Regions from separate parts of the Drosophila melanogaster genome. Here region 1 is linked to region 2. Evidence: chromatin contacts called from public HiCAR-type data. All regions are on one chromosome and are shown on one strand. Each heading gives the region's core, a stretch centred on a gene start, on an enhancer-like site or on the middle of the called end of the contact. The rest is flanking DNA. Distances are from core to core; before and after follow the strand shown.

Region 1 (5,986 bases), core at 646-3,145, 74 kb after region 2:
TTGGTTATCCCAAAAACATAAAAGCTAGGAACATTAGATACACAATTGAACAGACGCAAAGTAAATAAAAATGCTGACTCAATTGTCATGAGGGGAAGCAGAGAAGCACTGAGAAATCGTTTCTTCCAACTGTACAAATTCCAACATTGTTGTTTTTATTCTTAAATTGAATTTGGGCTTATATACAGAAAAAATAAATATTAAGTTCTTGTTATAAACTCTTTTACCCAACAACACGCCAATTGCTGCTATTTTATTAATCTCTGTTTATAACAGTAAACAATTTGGCTGCTGAATAATAATAAAATTCCAACAGAAACTATAAAAGCACAAAAATGTGTAAACAAAATAGGGCAATAGGTAATAATATTTATTGAACAGAGAATGTATTAAGGGGGTGCCACGGGCACATAATATATATGCGAGTGGAGCTCGGCGATCGTACGAAAATATGAAAAATTTAAAATTTACAGAAACCAAAAACCTTTCTACTAATAAAATAAAGCACAAATTCTTTAAACCTTTTTTTAATTATTAAATACAGATTAGAAACTAAACAAATAAACATTTTGAAACTATGTAAGATCTTTGCTGTTGGCACACAAATCGTCAGACCGCCAACTGCGGCGCCTGGTTAAGGCGAACAACAGCATTAACTGCGCTGCAACTTCGGTTGATTCAAATTCCAATTAGAAGTGTCGAATTTCAATTAGGTGAACGCTGCGTCATCAGCCCGACGTAGTTGGATTGATTAACCCTGTGTTCCCAACCGCGTGATGCACGCGCTAACTTACACAAAACCACACATATAAGAAATTTACAGTCTAACTTCTATAGAAAAGAACAAAGCTAGTTTTGCTACTGTAACCATATTCTTAATAAATTATTTTATTCTCAGAAACAATAGTACCCGCAATTTAACTGCTCTAAGGTAAAAGAAAAATTTGTAAAGAAAAAAGAAAAATTTGTAAATTTGTAAATTTAATGTATTGCAACATATATAATAAACACGGTATGTGCCACACTGCGAAATATCAATGATTTTGACTTTGACTGACCACCGTATACGGACACACCCACAAGATCAGACCCACAAAGACTCACCCACAAAGGCCTTCAGCTCGTAGTCTACTCCGCAAGACTTGCCCACATCTCCAGGAGCCGGCTGCAAGGACACAGAGGCTGGGCAATAGGGCGGAACCTCAAAATAAAACGGATGGGCGTTCGGCCCCAGCTTTTTAATTAACCTTTCCTGAAGCCGGGTCATCGGGCGGTCCAGCTGCATGGGCGGATAGATCTGCTCATGCGCCAGATACAGGTCCTTACGGAACGTTAATCCCAAAACATCTAGGTCTTCACGTCCGTACCGAAAGGCGGCAAGCACCTGGCCAAAAACCTTACGGTCCTTTACGTACTCTGGATCAATGAAGACAACACCGTCAATGGGATCCACGTGCGTGACATGGTCGACGAAGTCCCGTTTGCCAAGGTAAACTGTTATCTTGCCGTTGGAGGAGCTCTTCTTAAACACCCGAGTCGCCTGGCGTCTGGAGCTGGCATCTCCACCAGTCTCGTCGCCTGCGCTTCCGCCCCCAGTGCTCCCGGCAGCTGTTACATTGGTGCTGGAGCCATTGCTCACATTTGCTCCTCCACTTCCTCCACCACCACCGTTCATTATGTTATTTGGCGGTTATGCTTGTTATTCTGCTTTTCTGCTGTTCCTGCTTAATTGGAACTCCGTTAAATAAATATATGTGTGCGTTGCGGGACTTGTGCTGCAATTTAATTTTTTATGTGTATACTTGTTCCGCCATTTACCAGCACTGCTTGACAGTCATTGGAAAAATACCAGGGAATATTACATACTAACAAATTATGTACTTCTCTGGTATTTCAATTCAGTGCGAACAAACCGATATATGTTTGGTCGTACCATAATCGCAGCCTATAATTAATATTTATTTTGCATTTTTGGCACCTATTTATATTTCCTAAGTGTGCCCTGGCCCATAGTAAGTGACTTTTAATAATTTTTCTTTCAATACCATTAACAATTGCTTGAATTAACATTAAGTTTCCTACTAAGATAAAATGCAACTGCAGGTTGACTTGGCTTTTTAATGAAATATAATATATATATTATAAATTCCTTTAGAAACAGATGATTCATAGCTGATGATTGAGGAAACTTACCATTTGGAATGTATAAACACATGTAAAATCAGACCGTTGGTAAATATCTAATCATAGATTGTATCCTAAGTCTTAAATAAATACTTTATATAAACTGTTTAATATTTATTTTATTTTTTAAAGGCTTTTATTATTTTTATATGTATACATGTGCATGAACGGACTTTAAACCATATTTAGTAGTGGAATAGAGCTATAAAAATGAGATTGAAGTCTCTAAAATACTTTATTTAATCAGCCTTAGCACCGATAGAGCACAACGGTCACACTGTTCTGTCCCTCTTTTCCACGTGCATTTTATTGAACGAAACCACGCGTTGTTCAGTCCAAACTTGACTTTGCTAATTTTGCCCAGAAAACCTCTAAAAGCTGTCAAAATGGCCCAAAAGAAAGCCGTCACCGTCAAAGGAAAAAAAGCTACGAATGGAGAGGAAAAGCCTTTGGCCAAACGGGTAACCAAGTCCACAAAGGTACAGGAAGAGGAGACAGTAGTCCCCCAATCGCCTTCCAAAAAATCCAGAAAACAGCCTGTTAAAGAAGTGCCGCAGTTCAGTGAAGAGGACGAGTCTGATGTGGAGGAGCAAAATGACGAGCAGCCAGGGGACGACAGCGACTTTGAGGTAAGCTATAAAAAAAACGTGGTCTTCTGAATGGATATGGCTAACATTACATGCATAGTATGCACGTATATATAGATCTGCATGGATAAGAATCCATTTTACGTTTTCTTTGCCACGTGGTTGTAAAGATTTTATAATTATAAGACGAGTGCACATAACCCACGATCCTCTGGTTTTATACCGACTCGGTTCATATATCGATAAAAAAAAAATTGTCTTTATTGGTGCTCTCCCATCAGCGGTTATAAGAAAATTGTCTACTTTTCAGACCGAAGAGGCAGCGGGCTTAATTGACGACGAGGCTGAGGAAGATGAAGAGTACAATAGTGACGATGAGGAAGATGATGATGACGATGAGTTGGAGCCTGGTGAGGTTTCCAAAAGTGAAGGCGCGGATGAGGTAGATGAATCCGATGATGATGAAGAAGCGCCTGTAGAGAAGCCAGTTTCCAAGAAATCAGAAAAAGCCAACTCTGAAAAGTCCGAAGAAAATAGAGGAATTCCAAAAGTAAAGGTTGGCAAGATTCCGCTGGGAACGCCAAAAAACCAGATCGTTTTTGTCACAAACCTACCAAACGGTAAAGTAACTGGTTTATTATTTCATTTTTCAAGTATATTTAAACTTAGTATATTTGTTCCACATAGAGTATCTCCACAAGGACTTGGTCGCATTGTTCGCCAAGTTCGGACGACTTTCCGCTTTGCAGCGTTTCACTAATTTGAATGGCAATAAATCAGTTCTCATTGCCTTTGATACGTCAACTGGAGCAGAAGCTGTTCTGCAGGCTAAGCCTAAAGCGTTAACCCTTGGAGACAATGTTTTGTCTGTGTCCCAACCGAGAAATAAGGAAGAGAACAACGAACGCACGGTGGTGGTTGGCCTGATTGGACCTAATATTACCAAGGACGACTTAAAAACCTTTTTTGAGAAGGTAGCTCCCGTGGAGGCGGTGACTATATCCAGTAACCGCCTCATGCCCAGAGCTTTTGTACGTTTGGCGTCGGTCGATGACATACCGAAGGCTCTTAAACTGCATAGCACTGAGCTGTTTTCTCGCTTTATAACGGTTCGTCGGATCTCACAAGAATCGATTTCACGTACCAGTGAACTTACCTTGGTTGTCGAAAATGTGGGCAAACACGAGTCTTACAGCTCCGACGCTCTAGAAAAGATATTCAAAAAATTTGGTGATGTTGAAGAAATCGACGTTGTGTGCAGCAAGGCAGTTTTAGCTTTTGTCACGTTCAAGCAGTCGGATGCCGCCACGAAGGCTTTAGCACAACTCGACGGAAAGACTGTTAATAAGTTTGAGTGGAAGCTTCACCGATTCGAACGCAGCACCTCGGGGAGGGCCATTCTTGTGACGAACTTGACTTCAGGTGGGTTACCCGTTTCGTAAAATTGTTTAAAATTATTAATCATTATCATGTAAAATTTCGTTGTAGATGCTACTGAAGCCGACCTGCGGAAAGTGTTTAACGATAGCGGCGAAATCGAAAGCATCATAATGTTGGGCCAAAAAGCGGTAGTAAAGTTCAAGGACGATGAGGGTTTCTGCAAATCTTTCTTGGCTAATGAAAGCATTGTAAACAACGCCCCTATATTTATTGAGCCAAACTCTCTGCTGAAGCATAGATTGTTAAAGAAACGCTTAGCTATTGGTCAGACCCGCGCCCCGCGGAAGTTCCAAAAGGACACTAAGCCAAACTTTGGTAAAAAACCATTTAACAAGCGCCCGGCACAAGAGAATGGTGGTAAATCGTTTGTTAAAAGGGCAAGATTTTAGAACTTGAACACTACAAGAATTAGCTTTAAGTTGCGTAGTACCATAAATACGGCCACAGCCCCGATAATTCCATACAACTTGATGTTATGGATTTAGTTGATAAGAGATACTCCATTAAATTTTTACCGGAGAAATGCTAGCCGTATTCAAGCAGATGTCGATTTTTATAAGCATCGGACATGGAACTAAATAAAAGTAAATAAAAACCCCGATAAGAATTTTGTATTCAACGTCTTGGTTTTGGGTAACTAGATACTTCAAAAAACGATTTACTGCTTATATGAACGTATACAGGTGCGATCTCCAGTATATTCCGTTTTTTTTTTTGTGTTTGAATTTTATCTCGCTTCGGTACTCTCGTATATAGGTTCCTATCCCTTCCAAATGGCCCAATGTACAGCTGCGCTTGTTCAAAAAGCGAGAACTATATGAATTTCCTTTGTATAATTAATTTATTAGTAATACATTTTTGTAGTATTTTATAATTTTTTGAATTTTTTTGTTCATACTCAGAAATCTAATATGGTTGGCTAACATATGTATAAACTTGTAAATGTTTGTATGTATGTTTATATTTTTTGTAAATGCCATTTAGATTAGTACTTTAAATTTCAGTAATTGTTGGTTCAAAAAATTAGTTTATCCTTTTTATGTGTAAATATGTATAAAAAATCATCACTTGGATAAAAGCAACGTATAGGGAGTTTAGCCAACCTAAAAAAAACCCTTTCGATTAGGAATTTCCCAATCACTCTGTTTATATATAGTTCGTTCAAGCTACAAAAAACTGTGCTCGTGACGCGTTTGGCTTACTGACAAGTTTTTGTGTGTTATATGTAAGTCTCTGTCTCATGTTGCTTTTGACCTTGTTTTATAAGAAATATAATATCGCTATCGTAATATAGCTTAGGCAGAAAATCACTAATAAGGCAAATTAAAGTGAAGGGCACTGTGTGGGACTTCTGAAAATACATAATGCAAACAAGCTTACTATTTAAACTTGACAACTTATATATCTCAGAGTTCGTTTAAGCCGTGCATAACTCATATACGTTGTATAGGCAAATTATAAGCCCTAGAATATTACTTTTTTTAGATATACTTTCACGAGAGCTTTTTCTTTCATGACGAATTGAAGTAGGTGACACTATCTTTCACAAAGCTTATAAAATTATGCCTACACAAAGGATAAAAGAATACAAAAATAAAACAACTGAAAGATTTTTAAAATATTTCTTGTTATTTTTATATAATTGTAGTATTGTATTAAACAGACAAATAAAGAGCGTATAAGTGTGCTGGAGATACATTCAGTTTTTTGATCCATGTGGCATAAACAACAAATTATAAATAATAATACATTTTTAACTGAGTCACAAAAAAATA
Region 2 (6,354 bases), core at 538-3,037:
AGACAACAGACAACCAAAAACAAAAATGGATTCAAAGATTGTGCATAGGATGGAAACGGAAAATGGGGCTATAAAATTGTTTTTAGGGACGACCAGAAATATAAATGCATATATAGTGAGGGTAAGCCCATAAATAAAAAAACAAACCAAAAAACTGCAAGCGCAGGGAAATGTAGTAAATATGTATAAGAAAATTTTAATATTTTTTGTCGTACATAATCAGGTCAACAAATTTTAGGTTATTTTAATAAAACGTTAATCACGATCTGTGTATCGCTTCTTCGCCTTCTACTCGGTTTCGGTCGATTTCGGGATATAAGAAAACCAGGAAATTGTACTACTAATTATACAAAATCCGGCAATTAATAAAGCTCACCAAATTTCTTATCCATTCAAAAATCGTGTGCGGTATTTATGTTGTCAAGCTTGTTTTGACACACCGTGCAGTCCGATAAAAAATAAAATTTACACTTAGAAATAAGAGAACCCAGAAAGCGTTACAAAATTAAAATATGTTGCGGAAGCAAATAATATTTGTAGTGTAATTGTGTAGTATAATAATTTTTCCTTGTAAATTTCCCTGCTATGAGCACCGACCAACATTGATGTGTTCGTCGGTTTGTGGGCCGTTTGAGCGGTCTATTATGCGGCAAATCTTCTCAATGATGCGTGCCGCACACATGCCACATATGCTCCGTAATATGACAGCCCGGAATCACCGATACTCACGGGCTATGTTAATTTGTATGCGCATCAACACCTTAACGAATAGACGCATTACCACCTATCCTGCTACTTCTAACATAATCCATCACACTAAATAACAATAAATATTTGTGTTTGGGTCACGCACAATAAAATACTCAAAAATGGGAATGATGTTTCGGATACGAAGATTTATTATTTTTTCATCTAATTTCAAAACGTGTGCGTTTCATGTTTTACGAGTTTCGTCTGGAAAATCAACGAAAATTCGTTGCCAGACATAATTAAATCTATTAGTATTTACCCAAATATACTTTTTATATTCCCGGACTTCTAATGCTGAGACCCACCCTCCCATTCCATCAATCCTAATTAACTTGACCTTCCCACTAACGTGAGTTTTTCTAAGTATTTGCATTGAAAATTCAAGGGCTCCAACCGGTTAAAGTTACGTCTCACACGCACGTTATCTTCGCGGTTGTTAGGGAGCTAAGTTGGAAAAAATGAGCATCATTTATCATTTGAAGCAGACCATCTCCGCACTGTTCTTTTGGGTTACGCATGTGCGTTAGTTAATTTGTATAGAAGCCATTGGCAATAATCAACAGAGTGAAACACGTGAATAACTACCAAAGATTTTCGTCGTATTAGTTTTAAGATGAAAATAAAGTCTTAGCTTGTAAATGACCTCATTATAGTCATGTCAGCAGTTTGGTATACCCGATGTGAAAAGTGGGTAGCAAAACCATATGAATACAGATACAATCGCAAACACTTAAAAGCACGAGAGCGGGACCCGAAGCTCCGAAAATGTGTGCTCAAGGTCAGGCCCGTTGAAATTTCGAAACTGGGCATTCAACTTGATAATTTATGAAACGCGTTTGGGCAAAAATACGAGTAGGGAAGGGTACAAATACACAAGCCCAAGACCGAAAACGAATCGAAACCCAGGGCAAAACGCGCAAGCGTGGCCCCAGAACGTATCGCTTGGGACAAAGGGAGACGGCAGATTGTCCAAATGTGGAGCGTGGAGAAGTTTCTGTCTTGGTCTGCCAGAACGACCCGATCCATTGATCGAGATAGCTTCCAGTACGGCTTTATTGTCAGCGCAGTTTGCAAGGGGTCTGAGTGACCGTCATAAATTTTCCCTTGATGATTTGATTGCTGTTGTTGTTTTTTTTTTTTTTTTTTGTATTATTCAAGTAACCATTTTGTGCTTGCTTCATCCCCAACGAAGTTCTTTCAACCCAGTGACTCAGTTTGAAGTGCAGTACAGGTAAAACGTGTTTCAGCTTTTGTTTCTGTTTGATTTTAATAGAATTTTTGGCACGCATTCAGCCGTGGCAGTGAAACAAATGGATTTTAATGTGGAGTGTAAATTCTGTTATCTAAAAGAAATACACGAGACATTTGTGGCGGGCAAGAACTCATTTCTGTTAATTACTGATAAGCGAAACTAGAAACTAAAATATACAGTCTGATAACTAAGTAGTTGAAAAAAAAATATATTTTGAAATCTTTTTGTAAGCTCGCCTACGCCGGCTGAAATGATGATACCCCCACTCCAATATACCTTTAGATACTCACTTCGTTTGCTTTTTAATCAGTATGTAATTAACAACAATGGTTCTTGATCATTTCTTTCGCTCAGTGATCAGGGCAGTACATACGTGGCAATGAGTACTGGACTGACAAATTGGTGACTGAACGAAGCGCATGCGGACGCTACATTTCACTTACTTTCGATTTTGCACAATGCTGTGGGCAAGCACAAACAAATGTCTGGGATCAGGGAAGGTAGCAGACGGGCGACAAAGGCGAAAGAGAGGCGGGGCACGGGCAAACTGGCACCGAAGAGAACTGGAGACTTCTACTAAATCCAGAACTCACAGCCACAGCCAGACGCTAATTTGATATTTTAATGGCTTTTTGTTTGCAAATTACGCTCGTCTTGGCGCCGTGCCACCCTGTACATCCCCTGACACCCGGCCGTATCATTGCTACCTACTCTCCCCCTTTGAACAATTTTTAACTGAGTCGTTTGTGACTAAAATAACGGCGCTAGTTGTACGACACTGGTTACTGGATCCACGGCTACAGTTCCCTTCTCTAGTTGACCACGGAAATAAGCCAAACCCCCCAAAGCAGAGTTTCAAAAAGTTGCTAAAGAATATCGCTGTTTAACAAATTATTAAAATTGCATTGAGCATGCCTATGAGTCAGCTAAATTATGCGAAAGAGACAACAACATGAAAGGTCATAGGAGTAAGCTGCCGAAATAAACCATTAAATCATATATAAATCATAGATGGTACCATAACAAAAATAATATTTTTCTTTAAAGGAAACACCGAGATGTGGGATAGAGAGGTATTAATGGAGTGTGTGGGCTGCAGGTAAAATAAGCTTTTTGAAACAGGCGGACAATGGGGAAGAGGGTAATAGATAGGGTAAAACTTAATGCGTGAAGTATAAAGGACTTACAAATCGGTAAGCAACCGGGTATGGAAGCTTGCTCAATTGATTTCGTTGTTATCCGTTTAAATTCGAGTTTGATTTGCACACGTTGATAATTTATTCACTGAAAAAGACGAAAACAATTAAAAAACAATATTAATGACAATAATATTTTTATGTACATTAACAATTTGAATTGTGTTTTAATGCACTTGCTCAGATTTCTACCACTATTATTGCAATAACTTTATACTGGCGGTCGCGGGATATATGCCACTTTGCACTTTGACATACTACATAGCTATATTTATTTACTAATTTTGTAACAAACAGACAAAACCATCAAAACGGTTCGCGTGATTTTGTTTGTCTTTTTGCTGACCCACCGGTGAAACGTACCTAACCGCCGTTTCTTCGCAAACCAGGTGATCACACCACCAAAGAAACTTGCACTGTAGCGATGCACGAAGGATTTACGCTCACGTTTCAACGTGATCAACTTCCTTCTAAGGAAAAACACGAAGCTAAAATTAACGGGACGTGAACGAAACAGAGCAGAAAACGAAATAGGAACCGATTGTCAAATTGACACTGGGTGGACAGGCTACTTTTCGATTCCCAGAAACTTAAAACGCAAGATCCTATTATTTTGCTGGACCCAGCGGTGGAACCTACCTTATCGCCGTTGCTTCGCGAACCAGGTGATCGCACCACCAAAGAAAGTTGCACGCTGCACTGTCGCGACGCACGGAACAAAACCACGAAGGATATATGCTCACGTTGAAGGACAAGGAAAAACACAAAAAGCTAAAATTAACGGGACGTGAACGAAACAGGGCCCAAACCGAAATAGAAACCGAATGTCAAATTGACACTGGGTGGACAAGGCTACTTTTCCATTCCCAGATACCTAAAACCCAAAAACCAAATGTTTTGCTGGACCCATCGGTGGAACCTACCTTATCGTCGTTTCTTCGCGAACCAGGTGATCGCAACGCCAAAGGAAGTTGCACGCTGCACTGTCGCGACGCAGGGAACAAAACCACGAAGGAGATACGCTCACGTTGAAGGACAAGGAAAAACACGAAAAGCTAAAATTAACGGACGTGAACGACACAGAGCACAATACGAAATAGGAACCGATTGTCAAATTGACACTGGGTGGACAGGATACTTTTCGATTCCCAGAAACTTAAAACGCAAGATCCTATTATTTTGCAGGACCCAGCGGTGGAACCTACCTTATCGCCTTTGCTTCGCGAACCAGGTGATCGCACCACCAAAGAAAGTTGCACGCTGCACTGTCGCGACGAAGGGAACAAAACCACGAAGGATATATGCTCACGTTGAAGGACAAGGAAAAACACGAAAAGCTAAAATTAACGGGACGTGAACGAAACAGGGCCCAAACCGAAATAGAAACCGAATGTCAAATTGACACTGGGTGGACAAGGCTACTTTTCCATTCCCAGAGACCTAAAACCCAAAAACCAAATGTTTTGCTGGACCCATCGGTGGAACCTACCTTATCGTCGTTTCTTCGCGAACCAGGTGATCGCAACGCCAAAGGAAGTTGCACGCTGCACTGTCGCGACGCAGGGAACAAAACCACGAAGGAGATACGCTCACGTTGAAGGACAAGGAAAAACACGAAAAGCTAAAATTAACGGACGTGAACGACACAGAGCACAATACGAAATAGGAACCGATTGTCAAATTGACACTGGGTGGACAGGCTACTTTTCGATTCCCAGAAACTTAAAACGCAAGATCCTATTATTTTGCTGGACCCAGCGGTGGAACCTACCTTATCGCCGTTGCTTCGCGAACCAGGTGATCGCACCACCAAAGAAAGTTGCACGCTGCACTGTCGCGACGCAGGGAACAAAACCACGAAGGAGATACGCTCACGTTGAAGGACAAGGAAAAACACGAAAAGCTAAAATTAACGGACGTGAACGACACAGAGCACAATACGAAATAGGAACCGATTGTCAAATTGACACTGGGTGGACAGGCTACTTTTCGATTCCCAGAAACTTAAAACGCAAGATCCTATTAATTTGCTGGACCCATCGGTGGAACCTACCTTATCGCCTTTGCTTCGCAAACCAGGTGATCGCACCACCTAAGGAAGTTGCACGCTGCACTGTCGCGACGCACGGAACAAAACCACGAAGGAGATACGCTCACGTTGAAGGACAAGGAAAAACACAAAAAGCTAAAATTAACAGACGTGAACGACACAAAGCACAATACGAAATAGGAACCAAATGTCAAATTGACACTGGGTGGACAGCCTACTTTTCCATTTCCAGAGACCTAAAACCCAAAAACCAAATGTTTTGCTGGACCCATCGGTGGAACCTACCTTATCGTCGTTTCTTCGCGAACCAGGTGATCGCACCACCAAAGGAAGTTGCACGCTGCACTGTCGCGACGCACGGAACAAAACCACGAAGGAGATACGCTCACGTTGAAGGACAAGGAAAAACACGAAAAGCTAAAATTAACGGACGTGAACGACACAGAGCACAATACGAAATAGGAACCGATTGTCAAATTGACACTGGGTGGACAGGCTACTTTTCGATTCCCAGAAACTTAAAACGCAAGATCCTATTAATTTGCTGGACCCATCGGTGGAACCTACCTTATCGCCTTTGCTTCGCAAACCAGGTGATCGCACCACCTAAGGAAGTTGCACGCTGCACTGTCGCGACGCACGGAACAAAACCACGAAGGATATATGCTCACGTTGAAGGACAAGGAAAAACACAAAAAGCTAAAATTAACGGGACGTGAACGAAACAGGGCCCAAACCGAAATAGAAACCGAATGTCAAATTGACACTGGGTGGACAGGCTACTTTTCGATTCCCAGAAACTTAAAACGCAAGATCCTATTAATTTGCTGGACCCATCGGTGGAACCTACCTTATCGTCGTTTCTTCGCGAACCAGGTGATCGCAACGCCAAAGGAAGTTGCACGCTGCACTGTCGCGACGCAGGGAACAAAACCACGAAGGAGATACGCTCACGTTGAAGGACAAAGAAAAACACGAAAAGCTAAAATTAACGGACGTGAACGACACAGAGCACAATACGAAATAGGAACCGATTGTCAAATTGACACTGGGTGGACAGGCTACTTTTCGATTCCCAGAAACTTAAAACGCAAGATCCTATTAAT

What was found. HiCAR-type assays count read pairs that join an accessible place to other places.
Region 1: a contact with region 2 is called in a HiCAR-type map of the S2 cell line, with 4 times the contacts expected there. The contact joins the promoter of mod here to the promoter of CG2003 in region 2. A contact is called at or near these places in 1 of 1 datasets of contacts at CTCF or cohesin (the Kc167 cell line), 24 of 107 Hi-C or Micro-C datasets (the Clone 8 cell line, the Kc167 cell line, the ML-DmBG3-c2 cell line and 9 more) and 4 of 6 datasets of contacts at active chromatin or transcription factors (the Kc167 cell line and the S2 cell line).

What each region holds. Positions count from the first base shown.
Region 1 is chr3R:32,050,165-32,056,150 of dm6, forward strand. mod (modulo) reads left to right here and starts at 1,896. Exons shown (of 6, transcript NM_079875.3): 1 at 1,896-2,012; 2 at 2,156-2,232; 3 at 2,317-2,813; 4 at 3,082-3,391; 5 at 3,459-4,193; 6 at 4,260-4,810. The coding sequence starts at 2,571. The coding sequence ends at 4,600. It overlaps krz (kurtz), which reads right to left and starts at 1,829. Exons shown (of 2, transcript NM_080249.5): 1 at 1,105-1,829. The coding sequence starts at 1,675. It overlaps Map205 (Microtubule-associated protein 205), which reads right to left. Exons shown (of 3, transcript NM_001276225.1): 3 at 5,115-5,986.
Region 2 is chr3R:31,976,334-31,982,687 of dm6, forward strand. It overlaps CG2003, which reads left to right and starts at 1,788. Exons shown (of 4, transcript NM_143646.5): 1 at 1,788-1,981. heph (hephaestus) reads right to left here. Exons shown (of 14, transcript NM_001300701.1): 2 at 3,190-3,286.